Linked DNA regions of Mus musculus: all the other regions are linked to region 5. The links are chromatin contacts, called in public promoter capture Hi-C maps. All regions are on one chromosome and are shown on one strand. Each heading gives the region's core, a stretch centred on a gene start, on an enhancer-like site or on the middle of the called end of the contact. The rest is flanking DNA. Distances are from core to core; before and after follow the strand shown. Region 1 holds the start of Clasrp (CLK4-associating serine/arginine rich protein). Region 2 holds the start of Bloc1s3 (biogenesis of lysosomal organelles complex-1, subunit 3). Region 3 holds the start of Tomm40 (translocase of outer mitochondrial membrane 40). Region 4 holds the start of Nectin2 (nectin cell adhesion molecule 2). Region 5 holds the start of Cadm4 (cell adhesion molecule 4). Region 6 holds the start of Relb (avian reticuloendotheliosis viral (v-rel) oncogene related B). Region 7 holds the start of Ppp1r37 (protein phosphatase 1, regulatory subunit 37).

What was found. Promoter capture Hi-C pulls out the DNA fragments that hold promoters and counts their contacts.
Region 1: a promoter capture Hi-C map of the HPC-7 cell line shows a contact between it and region 5. The contact joins the promoter of Clasrp here to the promoter of Cadm4 in region 5. A contact is called at or near these places in 3 of 39 promoter capture datasets (the HPC-7 cell line, cranial neural crest and embryonic stem cells).
Region 2: a promoter capture Hi-C map of cranial neural crest shows a contact between it and region 5. The contact joins the promoter of Bloc1s3 here to the promoter of Cadm4 in region 5. A contact is called at or near these places in 2 of 39 promoter capture datasets (cranial neural crest and embryonic stem cells).
Region 3: a contact with region 5 is called in a promoter capture Hi-C map of second pharyngeal arch cranial neural crest. The contact joins the promoter of Tomm40 here to the promoter of Cadm4 in region 5. A contact is called at or near these places in 6 of 39 promoter capture datasets (cranial neural crest, embryonic stem cells, frontonasal cranial neural crest and 2 more).
Region 4: a contact with region 5 is called in a promoter capture Hi-C map of embryonic stem cells. The contact joins the promoter of Nectin2 here to the promoter of Cadm4 in region 5. A contact is called at or near these places in 2 of 39 promoter capture datasets (cranial neural crest and embryonic stem cells).
Region 6: a promoter capture Hi-C map of second pharyngeal arch cranial neural crest shows a contact between it and region 5. The contact joins the promoter of Relb here to the promoter of Cadm4 in region 5. A contact is called at or near these places in 4 of 39 promoter capture datasets (cranial neural crest, embryonic stem cells, frontonasal cranial neural crest and 1 more).
Region 7: a promoter capture Hi-C map of second pharyngeal arch cranial neural crest shows a contact between it and region 5. The contact joins the promoter of Ppp1r37 here to the promoter of Cadm4 in region 5. A contact is called at or near these places in 3 of 39 promoter capture datasets (cranial neural crest, embryonic stem cells and second pharyngeal arch cranial neural crest).

What each region holds. Positions count from the first base shown.
Region 1 is chr7:19,603,094-19,605,845 of GRCm38.p6, reverse strand. Clasrp (CLK4-associating serine/arginine rich protein) reads left to right here and starts at 1,360. Exons shown (of 21, transcript NM_016680.5): 1 at 1,360-1,434; 2 at 2,541-2,656. The coding sequence starts at 2,558.
Region 2 is chr7:19,506,721-19,509,705 of GRCm38.p6, reverse strand. Bloc1s3 (biogenesis of lysosomal organelles complex-1, subunit 3) reads left to right here and starts at 1,336. Exons shown (of 2, transcript NM_177692.4): 1 at 1,336-1,401; 2 at 2,096-2,985. The coding sequence starts at 2,105. The coding sequence ends at 2,692. It overlaps Trappc6a (trafficking protein particle complex 6A), which reads right to left and starts at 1,036. Exons shown (of 6, transcript NM_025960.4): 1 at 874-1,036. The coding sequence starts at 957.
Region 3 is chr7:19,714,019-19,716,869 of GRCm38.p6, reverse strand. Tomm40 (translocase of outer mitochondrial membrane 40) reads left to right here and starts at 1,441. Exons shown (of 10, transcript NM_016871.2): 1 at 1,441-1,512; 2 at 1,611-1,889; 3 at 2,510-2,577. The coding sequence starts at 1,616. It overlaps Nectin2 (nectin cell adhesion molecule 2), which reads left to right. Exons shown (of 9, transcript NM_008990.3): 9 at 1-226. It overlaps Gm38955 (a long non-coding RNA gene), which reads right to left and starts at 1,406. Exons shown (of 2, transcript XR_881874.2): 1 at 881-1,406.
Region 4 is chr7:19,748,271-19,750,974 of GRCm38.p6, reverse strand. Nectin2 (nectin cell adhesion molecule 2) reads left to right here and starts at 1,402. Exons shown (of 9, transcript NM_008990.3): 1 at 1,402-1,760. The coding sequence starts at 1,673. Gm34744 (a long non-coding RNA gene) reads right to left here and starts at 1,405. Exons shown (of 3, transcript XR_881878.3): 1 at 1,026-1,405.
Region 5 is chr7:24,480,737-24,483,766 of GRCm38.p6, reverse strand. Cadm4 (cell adhesion molecule 4) reads right to left here and starts at 1,744. Exons shown (of 9, transcript NM_153112.3): 1 at 1,605-1,744. The coding sequence starts at 1,668.
Region 6 is chr7:19,628,073-19,631,044 of GRCm38.p6, reverse strand. Relb (avian reticuloendotheliosis viral (v-rel) oncogene related B) reads left to right here and starts at 1,607. Exons shown (of 12, transcript NM_009046.2): 1 at 1,607-1,854. The coding sequence starts at 1,803.
Region 7 is chr7:19,561,112-19,563,952 of GRCm38.p6, reverse strand. Ppp1r37 (protein phosphatase 1, regulatory subunit 37) reads left to right here and starts at 1,555. Exons shown (of 13, transcript NM_199149.3): 1 at 1,555-2,142. The coding sequence starts at 1,923.

The DNA.
Region 1 (2,752 bases), core at 111-2,610, 4.9 Mb after region 5:
GGTTGTGAGCCACCATGTGGTTGCTGGGAATTGAACTCAGGACCTCCAGAAGAAGAGTCAGTGCTCTTAACCGCCGAGCCATTTCTCCAGCCCCTGGAAGCTCAATTTCTAATCTGGATCTTGAGATGGGAAGACACACTTTTAATCCAGCTCTAATCTGGGCCACGATTTCTGCTGGATTGTATATAGGGATGTGGAAGAAGGAAGCTTTAGGTATTTGCCTGCTTGCCATCGTCTTGCTAGCAAGTCCATTCCTTCACTGGCGTTAGAGCCTTCTCTGTGGTTCTAGTGTATACTGAAGACCAGCTGAGGCATCCAGCCTTGTAGCCCGAGCATCTACTGATCTACTGAGTTCTTGGCCTTTCTGTTCCTAGCCTGCTATTGTTGAATTAACTGAACACAACCTACAGATAATTTTTATTAATCCCACATATATGTCTGTGTGTATACATATATATTTATATATACATATACACGTACATATATGTATACATATATATGTACATATAGGATTAAATAAAATTATATAATATATATGTGTGTGTATACATCTCAGAGAAACATACACCTTCAGGCATACACATAATATTTTTTTTCCGAGACAGGGTTTCTCTGTGTAGCCCTGGCTGTCCTGGAACTCACTTTGTAGACCAGGCTGGCCTCGAACTCAGAAATCTACCTGCCTCTGCCTCCCAAGTGCTGGGATTAAAAGGCGTGTGCCACCACTGTCCGGCAATATAAATCTTTTAAAAAGACTTTTCTATTTTTGTATTTTATGCATATGGGTGTTTTCTCGGCATGTATGCACATCAGAATAGGGCACTGGATCCCATAGGACTACAGTTAAGAGACTGGTTGTTGGGCTGGTGAGATGGCTCAGTGGGTAAGAGCACCCGACTGCTCTTCCGAAGGTCCAGAGTTCAAATCCCAGCAACCACATGGTGGCTCACAACCATCTGTAATGAGATCTGACTCCCTCTTCTGGAATGTCTGAAGACAGCTACAGTGTACTTACATATAATAAATAAATAAATCTTTAAAAAAAAAAAAAAAAAAAAAGAGACTGGTTGTGAGCCCTATGTGAGTGCGGGCAATTAAACTCAGGACCTTGGCGAGAGCTTCCAGTTCTCAATCGATTGTCACCACTCCAGCCCCTAAAAGAAATAAATCTTTAAAAACAACAACAAAACGTGTCTGGAATTCTGGGTTCCTCTACTTAAGCTCTCACTTTTAGGACAGGTCCCAGATGGTGCCACCCTGCAGGCCCCGCCCATAATCGCGAGAGCCACGCCCACATCCCAGAGCCCTTCCTCTCGACCGCGGAAGTGCCTTTTGTGCAGCGCCGCCTCTCTCCTTCGCTCAACCTCTCACTTCCGCTTCCGGTGTGGGTCGTGAGCGCGCGCGAGCGCAGCAGTGGGAGGCGGCGACTGGCCGGTGAGTGCAGGCATCCGACCCCGACCTCCCGGCTTCCGAGCGGTGGCAGTCGACCTCATCCTTGTCCGAGGCGCTCCGGAGATCACCGTGGGTGTCCGCCGGGCCCCGACGGCGGCCCCGCCTGCTTCCGCCCTGACAGGCCTCAGGCTGCGCCCCTCGCCCCTCCTCAGGCCCGAATCCGGGCTTTGGGGTTCGGCACGGACCCTGGTCCCCAGACGCAGCTCCGTCCCTGTCTTTCACCCATCGCTCCGGCCCAGGGCCGCACTCTCTCTTTTTAGCCTGCCTGGCCGGCTTCACGTCCCTCCTTTAGAGCTCAGCCGCCTGACCATCTTCATCCTCTGTCCACGCCCTTCACCTGGCCTCACCCCCCTCCCCAAGCGTGTCTGGGCTGTGCTGTTGCCTCTCTCCACTAACCTACCTTACAACACTGCTGCACCCCCCTCCCGTACCATGCATGGTTCCTGCAGAGGGATCTTAGGGGTTCTTGTGAGCCCAGCCCTGGCAGCTACGGATCGGTTTCAGACATTCCTTTTATTTCAAAAATTCCATTTTTATTTTTCCAGACAGCATCTCACTATGTAGCCTTGGCTAGCCTGGAACTTAGTACATAAACCAGGCTGGCTCCATACTCAGACATCTGCCTGTCCTGCCTTCCCACTGCTGAGATTCAAGGCATGCACCATCACTCCCAGCCATTTTTTTTTTAATTAAAGTAGGATCTCCATATTTAGGTTACACTGGACAGTGTAACCAAGGCTGGCCTTGAACTCAAGACAGTTCTGCATCAGCCTTCCAAAGGCTATCTACTCTATAGTCTTTCATATGGACTTTAGCGAGCAGAATCTAGGAGGATTTTTTTTCCCAGGAGAAGATCTTACCTAGGTCACAGAGAGCTTTCTCATAGTTCTGGAGCTACTGCCACAGGACTGTTAGGAGTCCTTTTGTGCACTCAGCGTCCTGGTCTGCAGCAGGGTCTCTCTCTCCCCTGAAGCCATGGGACTTGGAATTTAGTCCATCAGGATCAACCCCAACATGTCAGAGGACTGTAACTCTACCCACGTGGTCTTTATAGTCCCTTTGACATGTCTGGTGCCCTCCTCCCTCAGGCAGAAGCCTCAGCACCATGTGGCACGAGGCTCGGAAGCATGAGCGGAAACTTCGAGGCATGATGGTGGACTACAAGAAGAGGGCGGAGCGGCGTCGGGAGTACTATGAGAAGATTGTGAGTGAGCAGACTTGAGTGTGGGGCGGGCGGGCTCCAGAGGGAAGGGCCCTGGGCTTGGAGGTGTGTCAAGGCAAGAGCTCTTTTTCCTCACAA
Region 2 (2,985 bases), core at 87-2,586, 5.0 Mb after region 5:
GCCTGGTCTACAGAGTGAGTTCCAGGACAGCCAGGGCTACACAGAGAAACCCTGTTTCGAACCCCCCCACCCCCACCCTCCCAAAAAATCAGGGAGGCTCCTGAGACCTGATGATCGGGCCACACTCCCACTAACTCTATTACCTCAGCTGTAGGGCCCCCAGTACGGACACAGTCGGTGGCAGCAGTTAGGAGCTACGAGGAGAGCCCTGGGCAAGCTCATATCTGTGCAGGCTCACAGAAAGCTATTTTAATCTCTTTATTAGAGTCAAGGTGACACAGAGCAGAGAGGAAGCAGGCTCCCTCCTTCCCAGAGCATGTGCCTCTGCACAAAGCAGCTTCTTCATGACCTCCCTAGGATGAGAAGGAAGACAATGGGAGGTGGATGGGAGTATGACACACAGGAAGGCACAAAGGAACACATAAGTGGTGGTAACTATTATTGATTACAATATTTCAGTGATCCCAGCGCCACCTTCCACATTACCGGGTGGGGTCTTTACTCATTACAGGGGCAAATCCATACTAAAAAACTCACTGTGTGCTGGGGTGTAGCGCGATCAGCACGCACTTTATCCAGCACACAGGCAGAGGGGACAGATGAGACCGGGTATGGTTGAGGGTGCATTTTCTAAGGAGGAAACGGAAGGATAGGAAGATTAAAGATGTTGAGTTGCATACTAAGTGGGTGGTGAGGCGAGCCCTCATCTGAGCCCAATAACAGCCAATTACCCTAATTATCAACGGCGCCCCAGGACGAGGCCTAGAACTGAGCGCCTTGACCCAAGTCATCTCGCTCCGCCTCAGCAATGACCTGCCATAAGGCTCGATCACACCCCACTTCTCCACCCCGAGGCCACGGCGTGCCGCTCACCCCCGAGCCTGGGTCCGGGTCCGGGGCCCACAGCTCCGCCACCATCTCGGTGTGCAGAAACTCGAATAGCACCGCGTCCGCCATACGCCGCCTCGCGACCCTCACGCCTGGCCAACGCTTCCGGCTCCCATTGGTCAGCTCGGGAGGTAGGCCCGATCTGATTGGTGATCCTATTTAGCTCCGCCTGCTTCTTGAAAGCCAGGAGGCGGGTCCACCGAGCCCCTTCCTTGGCCGCGCTGTTAACATCTTCCGCCCTTTCTTCGCTTCCCTCCCTGCTCCCGAGTCTTCGGACATCCAATTGGCTGAGTCTCTGATTCCTGTGAGGGTCCAAGATTAAAAAAAATAAATTTACGCGTCAAACGGAATTTTCCTAAATACATAAGCAAATAAATAAATAAACCCACACTACGGAAGCGACTTGTCTAACCGCTTTCCTATTGGCCATAACTCGGCTCACGTGACGCTGCGAGAGACCGGCTCACTTCCGCCAGGCAGCGGACCCCTTGGGCTCGGAGCCTCGGAGACCCGGTATGGCCTTCCTTCCGGGACTCTGGTGTCGGTGGCTCTTGTTAAGGGTCCCCTCGGGCGGCTGTCCTTTCTGTTTGCCCTGGTGCCTATTGCGGCCAAGTGCTCGCTGGCCAGGAGGACAGTGGAGGGTGTGGCCTGTGCTGGTGGGACTCTGGGAACTCTTGGTTACAAAGCTTTTAAAACTTACTTTATTATTGTCAGTATTATTTTGAGACAAGTTCTCACTATGTATGTAATGTTGGATGGCCTGGCACTATTGAGGATCAGGCTGATCTCGAACTCACAGAGATCTTCCTGCCTCTCCTCCGGTGCTGGGAATTAAAGTCATTATTATTATTTTATATTAGTTAATGTATATATACGCGTGCGTCTCTAGCACGCGTGTAGAGCTCAGAGGACAACTGTACGGGCCTCAGTTCGCTTCTTCCACCATGTGGGTCCCTGGGTTCGAACTCTTGGCGTCAGGTTTGATTGCAAGTGCCTTTTCCCAGCTGAGCCATCTCGTGTGACCTAGTTCTAAGGCTTTGCCTGGACGGTCCTTGATGTCCCCGGTGTGCACACAAATGATACAGAGGTGCACAATTCCAACCCATGTGTACACGAGGAAACTGAGGCCCAAGTCAGGACTCGCTGGGGATGGCGGTGAAGGGGCTGGGACTCGGGACCTCACGTCCGCTCAATTCCTCTTCTCCAGCTCCGTGCCATGGAGTCATCCCAGGGTCGGCGGAGAAGGCCGGGGACAGTGGTACCTGGGGAAGCTGCGGAGACCGACTCGGAGCTGTCTGCATCCTCGTCCGAGGAGGAACTATACCTGGGTCCCTCGGGCCCTACGCGCGGCCGTCCCACGGGGCTGCGTGTGGCCGGGGAGGCGGCGGAGACCGACTCGGAGCCTGAGCCCGAGCCCACGGTTGTGCCGGTCGACCTGCCCCCGCTCGTGGTGCAGCGCGATCCGGCGGAGACTTGGGGCACGGAGGAGACCCCTGCCATGGCGCCTGCGCGCTCGCTGCTGCAGCTCCGGTTGGCTGAGAGCCAGACGCGCCTGGACCACGACGTAGCGGCTGCGGTGAGCGGCGTGTACCGCCGTGCGGGTCGCGATGTGGCCGCCCTGGCGGGGAGGCTGGCGGCTGCTCAGGCCACCGGGCTGGCAGCCGCCCACAGCGTGCGCCTGGCGCGCGGGGACCTCTGCGCGCTCGCCGAGCGCCTGGATATCGTGGCTGGCTGTCGCTTGCTGCCGGACATACGAGGGGTCCCTGGTATGGAGCCCGAGCAGGACCCGGGACCTAGAGCCTAGGCTGTCACTCTGTGTCCCCCCACCTGACTCTGCCTCTTGGTGAACATTCGTACCACCTGTGGCATCTGACTCTGTTTTTGTTCCTGGATCACCGAGGCCTCCAATGCGTGGTAGCATTTGATCAATGCCGACAGAAGCCGAATCCTCGCATCTTCTTTGATATTCTTAGCACAATTCCGGGCTCCCCAACCCAGGTTCTGTGGCTATCAAGTAGCTTAGCCCCTATCCATTCTGGTCCTGTTTCCTAAATTCAGCTTTACTCTTGGGCAAAGCCAGAGGTTTGCTTTCTTTTG
Region 3 (2,851 bases), core at 192-2,691, 4.8 Mb after region 5:
TGTGCCTTGCCACCCCAAGTTTGGGAGACTCTGCTCTTATCCTGAGGACTACTGAATTCTTTTAACCCCTACCCAGTGAGATGAGAACTACATATCCCTCTTTAGGGGATGGTGTGTGTATGTGTGTGTGATGGAGAATCTGGGCATCTGGGTTGGGAATTTTATTTTGTAAGCATTTCCTACATAATATGAGTTTCTACTTTGATAAAGTCTTGTGTTTTCTGTGAGATGTGAAGTGAGTGGGGTACAATGAGGCCTGAAGCTTGAAAGGCATCCGTGATCTGTAAGTCAACAGAGAATGGACTCCCCTCCCTCCCCAAAAAGTCAAAAAAAAATGCCCCAGAAATTAATGAGTCATAAGCAAAACCGCATCAACCAAAAGAAAAAACGGTAGGCATGCAAGAAGTGTCTAAGATCATGAGGCAAATACTATTTTCAATGAAGCCCCCAAGGCGTGATGGGTAATGGAGCTAAACGAATGAGCCAGAAGCAAAGTAAGAAACGAGGGCTGTAGGCGTAGTGGGTAGTCGCCAGAAGGTAAAAGATTCCAAGATAGTTCATTAGAGAAAGGCCGGAAGGATGGGAAACGTGAACAGGCAGACACGAGCTAAACCGAGCCAAGGGATTGAAGCTCAATGAATGGGGGAATGAATGCTGGGTAATGGGAAAGGAATGAATGGGCCAAAGATAGAAGCTACAGTGACGCAAGGAGCAGACGGCATGATGGGTAAAAAAATAAAAGGGGGTGGGGGGGTCAAGGCAGCTGCGGCGTTAAGGGAGAAAGCGGCATTGTGGGTAGGCAGAGGCCGGCAGGTTATCCCAGAACTGGTTTGAAACCTTCCCGAGGCACTGTGGGAAGGGGCAGCACTTCCGGCTTTACCGTCGGGGACCCTGCCTCTCCACCGCGGTGCCTGTCGGGACGCGAGACCTGACCTTGCTGCCTAGCAGCGTCTGCAGCGCAACGCACCTCTACTGATGTCCCCTGACCCTGGCGCATTGGCCAATGAGAGACCTAGCACGCACGTCACCATGGCCGGCCCATTAGACATACTGTAGCCAATTAGAATGTGAGTTGAGCCAAGGTCCACCAATAGTCAAGGCATTTTCTGGGGCGGGTCTCCGCGCCTCCAAAAGGAGGGCGGGGCAATGAGCAGGTAGGCGTGTCAATGCGTGTGCTATCGACAAATAGCGAACTAGCTCCAGCCCCGCGGCGTCGCGAACCAATGAACTTGGGATACACGAGCCAATAGGAAGGTAGAGGAAGCTGCACTGACTGATTTCGACTAGGAACCAATAGGAGTAGGGCTTCAACAGAAGGGTGGAACTTCCTGCTAATTCTCCAATAGAATGTCTTTCTTCTAGGGCGGTGGGCGGATCTCGGAGGACACCGAACCAATAGAATCCATGGGGCGGGAAAACAGCGGTGGCGGCGGCGGCAGCGGGTTCGGTTGCGCTTAGCGCACGGGGTAGGAGCGGAGCCCAGGCCGGGAAGAGGAGCCGCCGCGGCCGCCAGTGAGAGCCGAGTCCGCTTTGGGTGGGAAGGGCCTGGGGTTGCATCCGGGGGTGTGCGTGTCGCCCCGATCCCTGCCCTCTGACCTTTCCCCTCGCAGATACCATGGGGAACGTGTTGGCTGCCAGCTCTCCGCCCGCAGGGCCACCGCCGCCTCCTACGCCGTCCCTCGTGGGGCTCCCGCCGCCGCCTCCTTCGCCGCCAGGCTTCACTCTGCCGCCGCTCGGCGGCGGCCTGGGCACTGGGTCAAGCACTGGCCGTGGTTCGGAACGGACTCCCGGGGCTGCGGCCAGCGGCGCTGCGGCGGCCTCGGAAGATGGGAGCTGCGGATGCCTGCCCAACCCGGGGACGTTCGAGGAGTGCCACCGGAAGTGCAAGGGTGAGGGGCGCCAGGCCCGAGTAGCCCCAGGGAAAGGGAAGGGACCCCCCGGAGGATTGGCGCACATCGTTGCAATCATTAAACAGAACGTTGGAAGCTGATGATGGATTGGAAGGGTGGGACCTTGAACTTGGGGCTCGAAACTGCGATCAGATGATGAACTCGTTGGGGAAGAATGCCACAGCAGGAGGGAGAAGTCTTAGGGTACTGAGAGCCAGGGGACCAACCCCACCAAGATTCAGGAGTGTGATCAGGAAGGGAATTATAGTCCAAGGTCACGGTGTCAAGAGGTTTTCCCCAATGTTCCTGTGAGGGGTTCGACCCAAGGATCCTAGCCTAGGATCTTTTGACAATTTGATCATAAGAGGGAGGACATTCTTACTCTCGATAGTTAAGTGTGTTAACTTACTAAATACTGAGGACAGTTCTGTGTGGTGAGAACTGTAAGCATGAGAAGTTAGGCAGGAGAGTGAATTTCCTAAGTTGAGGTGACTGCACTGGGTTTAAAATGTGCAAAGGGCCAAGGTTCCTCTAGTGGTGGAATTAGTGAGATAAGAGTTTGTGAAGAGAGCTTGGGATGGGAGAAGAATCTGGGGTATGACAGCATCTCTCTTCTGCAGAGCTGTTTCCAGTTCAGATGGAAGGTGTCAAACTTACAGTCAACAAAGGGTTGAGCAACCGTTTCCAGGTGAGCCTTTCTGGTGCCTTGACCCTCCAGAGGTCACAACAGCGATACTCCTCCATGCATACAGATCCCCTCACTCTTAAAGGCTTGGGGTTTTTGGTAGGTAGCAAGATTCAGATAGCACTCCAATGGCACCACTGGCCAGGGCAGAGGTGGGAAGATCGTACTCCCAAGACCAGACCAGCATGCATCAAAAGACCCTATATCAAAACATAAAAGACAAACTAACAGGAAGACTCAAGAATTCCAGGGTGACTACTTGGGGCCTGGGGGAGTT
Region 4 (2,704 bases), core at 153-2,652, 4.7 Mb after region 5:
CATCTCATAAAACAAAACCAAGGTGGGTGGAATGGCTTCAAAGGTTGTGCCACCAAACTTGGCTACGTGAGTTGGGGCCCCGGCACCCACTTGCTGCTTCCAACTCAAAGCAAGTTGTTATTTGCCCTTCAGAAGTCAGCACGGCCTGCACACACACAAAATAATCAGCAAGCAAACAAATAGGAGCATTAACAAGAGTGGAAAGCAAGTTGGTCAGAGCCAGGGTCCACTCCTTGGGCCTTGCCACATGGGAGAGGGGCTTCATGTATGTGGCCGGTGGAGAAGGGGCCCTACCCCAGCCCAGGTGGCTCTCTCACAAGAAACCCCCAAATGCCTGGCCCTTGGGGAGGATTTGGCTGTCAGGTACTTCAGCAGCGGAGTACCTGTTCCCCTCCCCCATCCCCAACAAGTGGACCTTCTCATTAGCTCCACTCGGCGGCCCTGGGAATGTGAAAAGGCGGGTGGGGGTGGGGAGGGTGGAGCGTCTACGAAGAGACAAAAGGGCCGCCTCAAAACCAGCCACAAAGACCACAGGATTCTGGTGAGATAGAGAAAGTGGGACAAGGACAACCGGAAGGGACTGGTAGGGCCAGAGGACAGACTGACTGGTCCAGCCCCACCCAGCGGGGTTCGGCCTGCTGGGTTGGTTTATGCTGCCCCCTCGCGGAAGGCTGCGATATAAAAAAAGGATACTGGGTGGGAGGGACGCAGAGGCCAGATGCAGGGACAGGAATATTAAGAGTGACACAGAAAAAAACTATGAGACAAGAAACAGAAAGTGACAGGGACGCAAAGAGAGACGCACACAGTCAAAGGAATGCAACGAGACACGGGGACTAAGTGACATAGGCACATGGACAGACAAAGAAACACCAGAGCAGAGCCACAGAGAAACATGGGGATGCGGAGGGAGACTCAGAGGTAGAGAAAGAGGAGAAATCTGGAAAGAAATGATGCGGCGACACGAGAACCCAGGGCAGAGATCAGAAAGAAATGGGGTCCACTAAGAAGTGACCCCGACCTACCACAGCAGCAGGACTAGGAGAAAGGCTGGGACAGGGGTGTGGCCTCACCAAGGGGCGGTGCCTCAGGAAGGGAGGCCCTATGAGAGCCCACATACTCAGGCTAACCAGAGGGCAGTGGGGCGTGGTCTGGGCGAGAAGGCATGGCTTCTCCTGGTGGGAGGCGACCGGAAGTTTAGAAGGGGGTGTGACCGCGTCTCATTAGAGTGACCAGTAGGGGGCGCAGTGGGTCTTCCCGGGTTGTGTGTGGGCGTGGCTCCATGTCGAGTGGGCGTGGTCAAATAGTTAATTCCAGGAGAAGGCGGAGATAGAATCGTGGGGCCAGACAGGTGTGGGACGCGGGATGGGCGGGGTCTTAGCCCTGAGAGGGGCGGAGCCTGAGCCCTAGGATCGGCTTGGCGAAGAGGGGCGGGGCCTGTGACGTCATGAGTCCGGCCCGCTGGAGCTAAGCGAGGGGCCGGGGGGCGCGGATCCTGAGAGCCAGGCGAGGGAAAGCTGGGCCGAACGAACTGATCCGGGGAGCCGTGAGCGGCGGAAGCCGGCCTGGAGCCGGACACTTCAGACCCCTGACTGCCCTCCCAGCCGATCGGTACACGAAGAGTGGTCCCTAGGCACCCCCTGCCCGGGCCCAGTCCCTCCCCGGGCCCCCCATGGCCCGGGCCGCAGTCCTCCCGCCGTCCAGATTGTCACCGACGCTGCCGTTGTTGCCGCTGCTACTGCTCCTGCTTCAGGAAACAGGTGAAAACGCGCGGATGCCTTCGTCAGTCCTCAGAAGGGAGGGAACGGGGCATCGTCCCCCACCTCACTCCCAGCTCCCCGAGGCCCCTTTCCCTCGTGCCCCCTTCTAGGTTGGCCCTACTGATCGAGATTCTCGCAACACACCGGGCTCTCTCTCCGAGTCTCCTAACCTCCCTCTCTGCACCTCGCGTAATCACAAGTGTCCATTCTAACCCGGGTTTCTGACCCCCTCCACCTCCCTCGGCGTGGAAAGGGTTAAATCCTCCCCATCCTGTGCTGATCACTTATCCGGAATCTGGATTTCCGTCTCTGCTCTCCCCCCTCAGGAATGTGGAGAATGTTCCCCCCACTCACACTAGCTGGAGGGTCGTGATGGTGAGGAGGGACGACACCCCCCCCCCTTTTTTTTCTTTTCCTTCTTGTTGGGTTGGGCATCCGAGGCCCGGGGAGAATTGGGCGCGAGGGGACCCACAGTCGAGGTTCCCAAGACGAGTGTGTGTTGGGGGGGGGATGAGTTCGGTCTTTGGGAGCCCTTGGCAAACCAATGATGAGAGTTGGGGGCACTCAGGGGCAGGAAGGGTGTGAGTCTGGAGTGCAAGCCTCAGGGAGTTTACAGACACTGACCCCTGGGTTCTGGGAAAATTAAGAGGTTCTGCCTCCAGGATCTCAGAAGGCGAGCCTAACCCGGGTCTAGATAGAATTGGAGAAAAGGGGTTCAAACTTGTGGGTCTTGGGTTTAACTGTGGGCAAAGAGCTCTGCTCGCTGGGGTCCAGGTGCAGTTAGGGTCCAGAGGCACTATCTTGGCAGGTTCGGATTTAGCTGTAGGCAATGGAATTTAATGATCAAGGGACTCTGACCTTTACCCCTCTGCCCCCAAATATAATCAAAGGCTTAAAGACGTAGCCTGAAATTGGGAACTTAGTCGGCTGTGTCCCAGGTAGAG
Region 5 (3,030 bases), core at 495-2,994:
CCAAGAGCCTGGTTTTAATGCATAAGAAGAAAGAAAGAAAAAAACAGATGGAAATGTACCCAGAGTCCCAAGCTCACACCTGGGAAATTGGGGCATGCTCGTCGCAAAGGAGGGTCTGATGAAAGTTAGGAAGCAACTACAGAAGTCTGCAGAAGAAAGGCAGAACTTCTAAGGTCGGCTTTGCCCCCAGCCTTGTCCTCAGCGGCAACCCTTGCTTGGGGTGGCAGGTGTGGCAGCACTCAACTTAGAAGCTCCCTCACATTGTCAGACATGGATCCGGTTCAACACTCTCACTGGATAGAACTGGAGCCAGGAAAGAGGGCTGGGCCACCTGGTCCCAATTCTCAACTCCCTATAGGAGACCTCAGCCCTGCCTTTGCTCACCAGCAGCCTCCCCATGATGGATTCCTGGGCAAAGTAACTTGACCCACCGCAGGGGAGTGTCCCATGGTGGATATAAGAAACACAGGGTTCTAAGTGTGAGCATTCAGGTGACATTTCCTGACCTTGTCCCCAGCCTCAGGGTCACCGTGTCTTGGGTGGGGGCTGGGGGGTCCTCCAGATTCCCATAGTGAGTGAGAAAGACATGTGGATGTCCTGGAGGGGGCTCTTCTGTGAAGTGTGGCTTGGATGTGTGAACGGGTGGGAGGGTTTGGGGGAGACATTTGTGGAATCCACGTGTGTGCTCACATGCCAATGTTCCCTATATGCCACTTCACACATCTATACTGTCACTGCCCTGCCTGACACCACTCTTCTCCAGGAGCGAGGAGGGATACAGAGATGGGAAAAGGAGGATGGAGGATGCATGGAGAGAGGAAGCAGATTTGGGGGAGAGGGAGACAGTGGGGTAGAGAGGAGAAAGGAGGCAGCTAGGCAACAGAGGCTGCTAGAGAAATGGGAGAATGATAGGGGACAGAGAAGGGAAGAGATACAGGATGTCAAGGAGACGGGGAGAGAGATGGTGAATGGGGACATAGAGGGACGACAGCAGCACAGGAGGCGGCAGAGTGAATAGAGGATGGGGGGCAGGCAGAGTGACCCAGGAAAAAGGGACAGAGGTGGGGGACAAAGGCGGCGTGGAGAAACGGGAAGGGGGAAACAAGGAGAAAGGAGGACAGAGGGAAGGAAGGACAGGACTTGAAGACTGAGGGACAGAGGACAAGGGCTGGGGGAAAATGAGAGAGAGAGAGAGAGAGAGAGAGAGAGAGAGAGATCTAAAGACTAGGACCGAAGGACAGTGGGACCGGCCTGGAGAAGGAGGGCTTGGGGACATAGGGGGAGGGAGGGTCTCGGGCCCTTTGTCCCCGCGGGATCGGGGCCTGTGCGGGGTGGGGGGGCTGCGGCACGGCGGCCGGGGCCCGCGTCCCCCCTCCCCTGCCCGCGGCTCTGGGCTCCTGGCCCGCGCTGCGCTTTGTCCCGGGGACGAGGGTCTCCCGCAGCCCCCCCCCCCCACGCAGCGCATTGTTCCGGCCTCTGCAGGCCCCCAGGCGACCCAGCTGTCACAGCGACGAGACCCCCTCCCCAACCCGACCGCAATACGCACACCTCCCTCGTCACCCCGATCCAGCCCACCGACCCGGCCCCCACCTCCGTCACCCTACCTGGCCCCGCCGCGGCCGCCCACAGCAGCAGCAGCGGCCACTGGAAGCGCCGGGCCCGGCCCATGGTGCCGCCGCCGCCGCCGCCACCGCCGCCGCCACCGCCGCCGCCGCTCGCTCCCGGCCCGGCACCTGCACCTCCCGCGCCGTCGACCCCGCCCCCGAGTCCAGTCCCGCCCTCTGCTCCGCCCACTGCGCGCCTTGGTGGGCGTGGCGTCAGCTAAGGGGCGGGGACCGGACGGGGACAGAGGGGCCCAGACAATGCGGGGAGAGGGAGGACGGGAGCGCGGAAGGGCGCGCACGGGGGTGGGAGAGCAGGACAGCATGCGGACCCGGGCGCGAGGGCAGGGCGTGAGCGTGACGGCGTCGTGGGAGCCAGTGGGGGAGGACTTGGGAGAGCGGAAGGTCGTGAGGGTCGTGTGAAGGTGCAAAGGTGTGCGTGCGTGTGCGCGCAGGCGTAGCCTGGACTAGCGGAGCTCCCTAGAGGACGCTGCACGGGAGACACGGGGAAGATGCGCAGGAGATGCACCGGAGTGTGCGCGGAAGATGCACGAGAGATGCGTGGGAGAGGCGCGGGAGATGCACGGGGGAATGTATAGAAGACACACGGGAGATGCGGGGAAGATGCACGGGGGTTGTGCAGAAGCTGCTTGGGAAACCCATAGGGGGTGCGTGGGAGATGCTTGGGAGATGCGCGAGAGGGCGATGCTCGGAAGCGCGCGAAGGTGCGGGGTGCTGGCGTGTGCTGTGAGTGTGAGCTTTGGGGGAGAGGAGTGTGATGATGCCACAGTGAATGTGGGCAGGGAAAGACTGAGAGGCTGGGCAGCAGCGGGTGGCTGAGCAGGTATGGACTTCTTTGGGCAGGGCATAGAATAGTGTCCGCTCCCTCCCTCTAGTCCTGACCATGACTCGCCAAGTTTCAGTCTTCTTTCCCTGGGAGGGGCCTCCAGAAAGCTAACCAGACTGGAAGGAAGTCTTAACCCTAGGCCCTGGGGAGAGCGAAGCCCCTGCCTGGGGCAATCTTCCAGGTATGGCATCCAGACGCTGTACTCTTTCCCACACTGTCCAGTCAAGTCTGTCTGTGTGACTCTGCCTTTCAGGTTCTGTTCCTCATCCTGGGGGGCTGACTCATCCCTCCAAACTTTGCTCTCTTTTTTCTTCTTGGGTGTGGGTTCCCCTGAACCCACCCCTGTGGCCACCTGAAGGCCTGGAGCAGGCTTATGACTCATAGGACCAAGAAGAGGAAGAAAGTGAGGTGCTGGTGGCCTCTGCCTCTCACAGGACTCAGGGACAGCAGGTAAACTGGGTCAACATATGCCCATTCTGAAAAGCTCGGCTTTTTATTTTCTCTCCATCACTTCTAAACTGTTGTATATCCAGGTCAACCAAGGGTCATCATCACATGACACACTTCCTGTCCAGTGCCTAG
Region 6 (2,972 bases), core at 358-2,857, 4.9 Mb after region 5:
TAAGTTACTCGTGTGAGCTGTCATACCTGGCTCTCAGTTTTGCTTTTGAATTCACAGTCGTGTCTCAGATCCAGGCAATCAACACAGGTCCTCCAACATGCTAGGCAGGTGCTCTACCACTAAGCCACACCACCAGCCCAATTTTCCCCCTCTTCTCCCCCTTCTTTTTTGTTTTATTTTGTTGGTTTGCGTTGAGACAAGGGCCTGCTATGCAGTGGAACTCACTACTTGTCAGTGGATCTCCTGCCTCTGTCTGTCCAGAATGGGCATATTGTGGCTACAATATCTTTCTGTGTGCTGCTGAGAACACAGCCTAGAATCTCATACATGCTAGACAAGCATTCTATCACAAGCCACATCCTCAGCACTACAGTTGGAAAACCTCAAGGAAAGCAGTGATTGGTGTGTGTGTGTGTGTGACTGGCAAGCTTATTCTATGGGAGATGTCCACTCCTGGGCTTGCTTATGACACTGGAACATTTCCCTCTGGTACAAAGTGAAAAAGAATATGATTCAGTGTGAAAGTTACATGATATTCCCATTTCTATATTTATCAAATTATGTTCTAATAGAACATAGCCACATCCCTGTTTCTGGTCCTTGGCTGTTTATGTAAGATGGCACATTTGAAAATTAAGACCATTTGGTTCTCAAAGCCTGAGCCTAATGTCTTTCATTGCAAGAAAAGGTTTGCTCTAAGCTGGACGTGATGGTAGGTGCCTGGGATCCCCAGGACTCAGGCTGAAGCAGATGGATTATCATGAATTCAATGTCAACCAGAGCTACATAGCAAAACCAAAACAATGCTCTTTGCTTTGGTGTGCAACAGTAGATACCGGTGCCACATCATTCACTGCTGCAGTTTTCTGCCTCTGGAGCAAGAAGTGGGCCTGGTTTTAGTAATGCTGTACCCTAGTTTTCATTACAGGCTGCAGCATATGGCAAGTGCTTAATTATGCGTAGGTTGCTTGAATCATTGATCACACATGCTATGATAGAAGGGGAATGGAACATACAAGTTTCTATAGGTTTCTATAGGTTATAGGTGCCATATATCACCAACGGGCTGGGACTGTAGCTCAGTATTCATGAAGCCCTGGGTTCAACACTCAGTGCTGCATAGACTAGGTGGTGGTTCATGCCTGTCGTCCCAGCACTGTGGAGGGACGAATCTGAAGGATCCATGGGGGCAAAAGGATCTGCAGTTCAAGGTCATCGGTCTGGGCAAGATGAGACCCTATGTAAATTTTACTTCAAACAAATTATCAATGGCTGCTAACTTCCCACTCCTGGCTTCATTTGCCAGCCTGAAAGATAGCAGGTTCAAGCCCTCGTAGGGGAAATGGAATGCCCATTTCTCAGCTTGTTCTGTGGGTAGGGCGCAAGTGGACCCGGACGGACCTCAGTGGTCTTGGCCAAGGCAATGGGCAGCGACTCGCACCCGGACCCTGCGAAGTGCCAAGCCTTCGCTTCCCGGCCGACCCCGCCCCCGCAGTCACGTGAGCAGCGGGGGTTTTCCCATTCCCTTTGACGTGACGTCACGGAGGGGTACGAGCCAATGGGTGCGCAGGCCGGCGGCGCCGGGGAATTCCGCCGCCCCGCCCCCGCCCGCCGCCCGCTCGGCCCGGCGCCCCCCGCAGCCCCGGGCGCCGTGCGTCCAGCCCGGCCTTCGGCCCTAGCCTTGCACCGCTTGCCCGGCCGGTGATCGTCCCAGCCGACCGGGCTGTCCGACTGCCCGGCTTGCCCTCGTGTGCGCTCGCCCTGAGCTGGCCTTCGGGCTGTCGGTCCCTACGGGCCGGGCCATGCCGAGTCGCCGCGCTGCCAGAGAGTCCGCGCCCGAGCTAGGGGCCTTGGGTAAGCAGAGTGGAACCTCTGGGGCGGGGCTCGGGCTCGGGGAGTTCGGGGCGCTCGGAGTCATCTGCGGGTTTCCGCAGGATTCGCGCTTCGGTGCGGAGAGTACAAGGGTGGCGGGGACACTGCGCGAGGGATAAGGCAGAAGGTAGAGGATGGTGAAGGGTCTTGCCGGGGAGATACAGGCTAGGCGTCCCGCTAAGGAGTGAGAAGGGGGCGGGGCCTGAGCCTGAGGCAAAGAAGGGGGCGGGCCGGGCGGCGGTCGAGAGGAGGGGCGGGGCATAACTCTGAAGGGGAGGAGCCATACACACAGGGGCGGGGCAAACTCAGAGGAGGCTTCTGGTTTACAGAGTGGGTGAGGCTGCTCTTAGGAGTAAGGGGCGGAGCCTAATTCGAGGAAGTGGCTTTATTCTCTCCAAACAAGGGGGACCCTTCTCCCGCAAGGCTTAGGCCTTTAGAGGCAAAGAAAGAGGCGGGGCCCAGCTTCAAGATTTAAGGAGGAGCGGTGCCTGACCTCGAGGAGGAGGATCCAGGACTGTGCTTGACAGGAAATAGGGGCGGGGTCAGGCTCCAAGAGCAAGAAGAGGTGTGTGGCTCAGTGAGTGGGCGGGACTTACCCTTGGGTTGGGGTGGGGGAAAGTGGGGCGTAGTGGCAGGTCTAGGGAAAGGGCAGGGCCTGTTTAGAAAACGAAGGGCGGGGCCTGACGATGGGATTGAAAAGGGGCGGGGCCTGCAGCGAGATGGGGGAGAGGAAAGTTCTCCAGTGACGAAGTATTGGGGCTCGGATTTCGCCCTGAGGGAAGAACGGAGACGGGGGTTTTCCTGAGGCATCAGGAGTCCTCCAAGTCCCACCTTAATGGGGAAAGTAGCGGATATTGAGTGATGATTGGCGGAGTCAAAGGCAGAAACGAAAAGCCAGAACTTTTTTCAAGAGTTAGAGAAGAGCCGGTTGTGGTGGCGCACTTGGGAGGCAGAGGCAGGCGGATTTCTGAGTTCGAGGCCAGCCTGGTCTACAAAGTGAGTTCCAGGACAGCTCAGGGCTATACAGAAAAACACTGTCTCGAAAAACCAAGAAAAAAAAAAAGGAGTTAGAGAAGGCTGGCCTGCACCTGAGCTCGGTA
Region 7 (2,841 bases), core at 306-2,805, 4.9 Mb after region 5:
CTTACACTAGGTTTCAAGGTTCCCTCTTGGTGATGTGGTCCACTGCAGTCACCTGCAGGTTTGTCTTCCCACGGAGGGGACTGGGAGTGGTGGTGGTGGTCACACTTGTGTGCCAGTGCCGTGCCAGTGCCCGGGAGCAAATGCTGCAGGTTGGTGGTTAGCGTTGAAGTTTTACCCTTCCTCAGTTTGCTCTAGCCGTCTAGTGAGGGAGTCTGTGTCCCCTGTTTCAGCCCCTTGTCACTAGAAATCTTTCAGTACATGATATCTGGAAGCAGTTCCTAGCTAAGCACAGTGACCCAAGTCTGTAATCCCAGCATTTGGTGTGGGGAAGGGGGTGTAGAGGCAGGAGGAGCCAGAGATAAAGCCTGTCTTTCCTACATGGCAAGTCAGCGGGCAGCCTGGATTACATGAGAACCAGTAAAACCAAACAAAACCCAACCCTCCCCCCCCAAACAAAGCCCACTTAATGCCTTTTGGAGTTCAGAATGTAACTGAAGGTTTGCATTAATTATAGGGGCTTTTGGTACTTCTCAGTCTCCAAAGTGTGCTAACCCCCAACTGTGAAGAGGAAAGCAGCTACCCTTAGCAGTGGTCTCAGTTATCAGTTCACACTGGAGCCTCCCTCCAGTTCCAGCCTAGCTCTCTACTTGGCAATGCTGTGCTCGACCCTCCTCAAATCCCGTTCTGTGGTTTCAGTCCCTGTGCCAGTGGGCTTTAATGAGCTGAGAAGGAAAAGCGAAAGTGCCCAGATGAATCCTGAGCTTTGGAATCGACCCCTTGGAGGTGTGGCTTAGGCTCGCTCAGGTTTGGTCAGCTGGTTCATCCCGAGCCTTTGGAATTCCTGCTCCCAGTTTTTGTTTTGTTTTGTTTTTATAGCAGGTTCATGAATACCTAGCAGACTCGTCTAATATTGTAATTTACATTTGATACAATTTTGACGAAAATTGTGCTAAAGTGTGCTCTTCTGTCGCTTCTGTCACTTGTACGTACTCATCCGATATTCAGCTTGGCTCTCAGCTCTCAGCACCTCCATCACTTTATCCTGCTCCCAGTACTTGGCTTAGCCCCACCAGGGTCTCCTGCTGTAGCACCTGCTTGTCTGAGGCTCCCTTTGTAATCCAGCCTAGCCTCGAATTCGCAACCTCCTCCTTCAGCCTCTCCAAGGCTCGGTTCACAAGGCGAGTCACTACCATGTCCAGCAAGTGGTTTTTTAATTAATATCTGATCCGTATTTTATATTTTAAGTTACTCATTTCTTGTAGACGCGTAGAAATCAGAGGACAATTTTGTGGAGGCGATTCTTCTATTTTTACGAACTCAGACGGCTTTAGCCGCTGACAGCCCTCTCGCAGGCCGCGGTTATAGGATTTGTATTGAATCCTTTCCCGAATTACTTGGGCTTGTGACGAATGTGCGGGAGCCTGACTGTTGACAGCTTGGCTTGTGGGGGGCGGGAGGGGGCGGCTAGAACTCGCGCATGCGCGGCGCTCCGGGAGACAGCGTTCATAGGCCCCGCCTCTGTGTTCTGCAGTTTGGCTCTGCAGATTCGCCGGTCACGTTTCTTTTTTCCGCGGAGCTTACTGTTCTTTGTTCCGGTCTTCCTGTCGTCCTCGACACGGTTTTTTTTCAGAGCAAAAGCTTGAGTCGGTGCTATGCTTTTCTCGGTACGCAGCGGGCCCTTCGGCTTGTAGCGAAAGTGTGGCTGCGGAAGAGCAGGTACTCGCGGAGCTCGGCGGAGGCGCGTTGGGGCTCCCGGCGACTGCGACGACGACGACGACGACGACGACGAACGGAGCGGACGGAGGCGGCGCTTGAGGCAGCGGCGAAGCCCATGCCCCGGAACGGCGGGAGGACCCGGAGAGACGAGTCCGGGGCCCGGGGCATGTCCCCGGGGCCCCCGTGAGGAGGAGGAGGCGGCGGCGATGGAGATCCCGCCGCAGGAGGCTCCGCCCGGGCCGGGCGCGGACGCCGACGCGGACGCGGAGGCCGAGACCGAGGAGGCCTCCGCCGAAGCTGAGTCTCCTACCGGGACCTCGCCCCCGGCCGATGGCCGCCTTAAGGCTGCTGCCAAGCGTGTCACGTTCCCATCTGACGAGGACATCGTGTCTGGAGCGGTGGAGCCCAAAGACCCCTGGAGACACGGTAGCTTTGGCGAGGGTTGCGGGGGAGAGCCTAGAGGCGGGTGGGACCGCCATAGGGCCGACCCCCACGGAGGTGGCCCGCGGCAAATGGTACTTATTGGTGATTTCAACGGTGCCTAGGTTAGAGCTGGAGGCAGAGAGGGGTTGGCGGGAGAGCTGGAAAGGTCCACAGGACTGGGTTTTCAAAGCCTAACCTTGTTTGGGAGTTTGGGAGGCTGGCAGCCAGCCTTTGAGTTCATGGTACACTCAGGGATAGATGAAGAGAGCCTGGTTATAGTATTGGGGGAAAGGTAAGTGCCTGAGTCCACGGGATGGTGAGAGCGAAGCAGCTGGTCTGTAAACCAGGAGGCAAAGCGTAGCCGGCTATGGCCATTGCTCTTTTGGCTGAAACGAGGACGGAAATAAACCCAGACTGTACAGAAGTTTGTAAACCCTCCGACTGGGAAAGGAGGGTCAGAGGCAGCAGGTAGTAAAGCAGAGGACGAGGTGGCCAGTTTGCCTGTGTGCGAGGAATTCCGCAGTAAGGTTCGGCAGCAGAACGCGGAGCCCGCTTTTACCAGGGTTTACCTGGGGAAGGACTCGGCAGTATTCCCTACTCAACAGAAGGTGACTTACATGTTGGGAGATGGGAAGATCTAAGATCTAGGCCTGTTGGTGGGGAGGTGGAACTGGACGGGCACTTGGAGGAGTGCATTGGCTT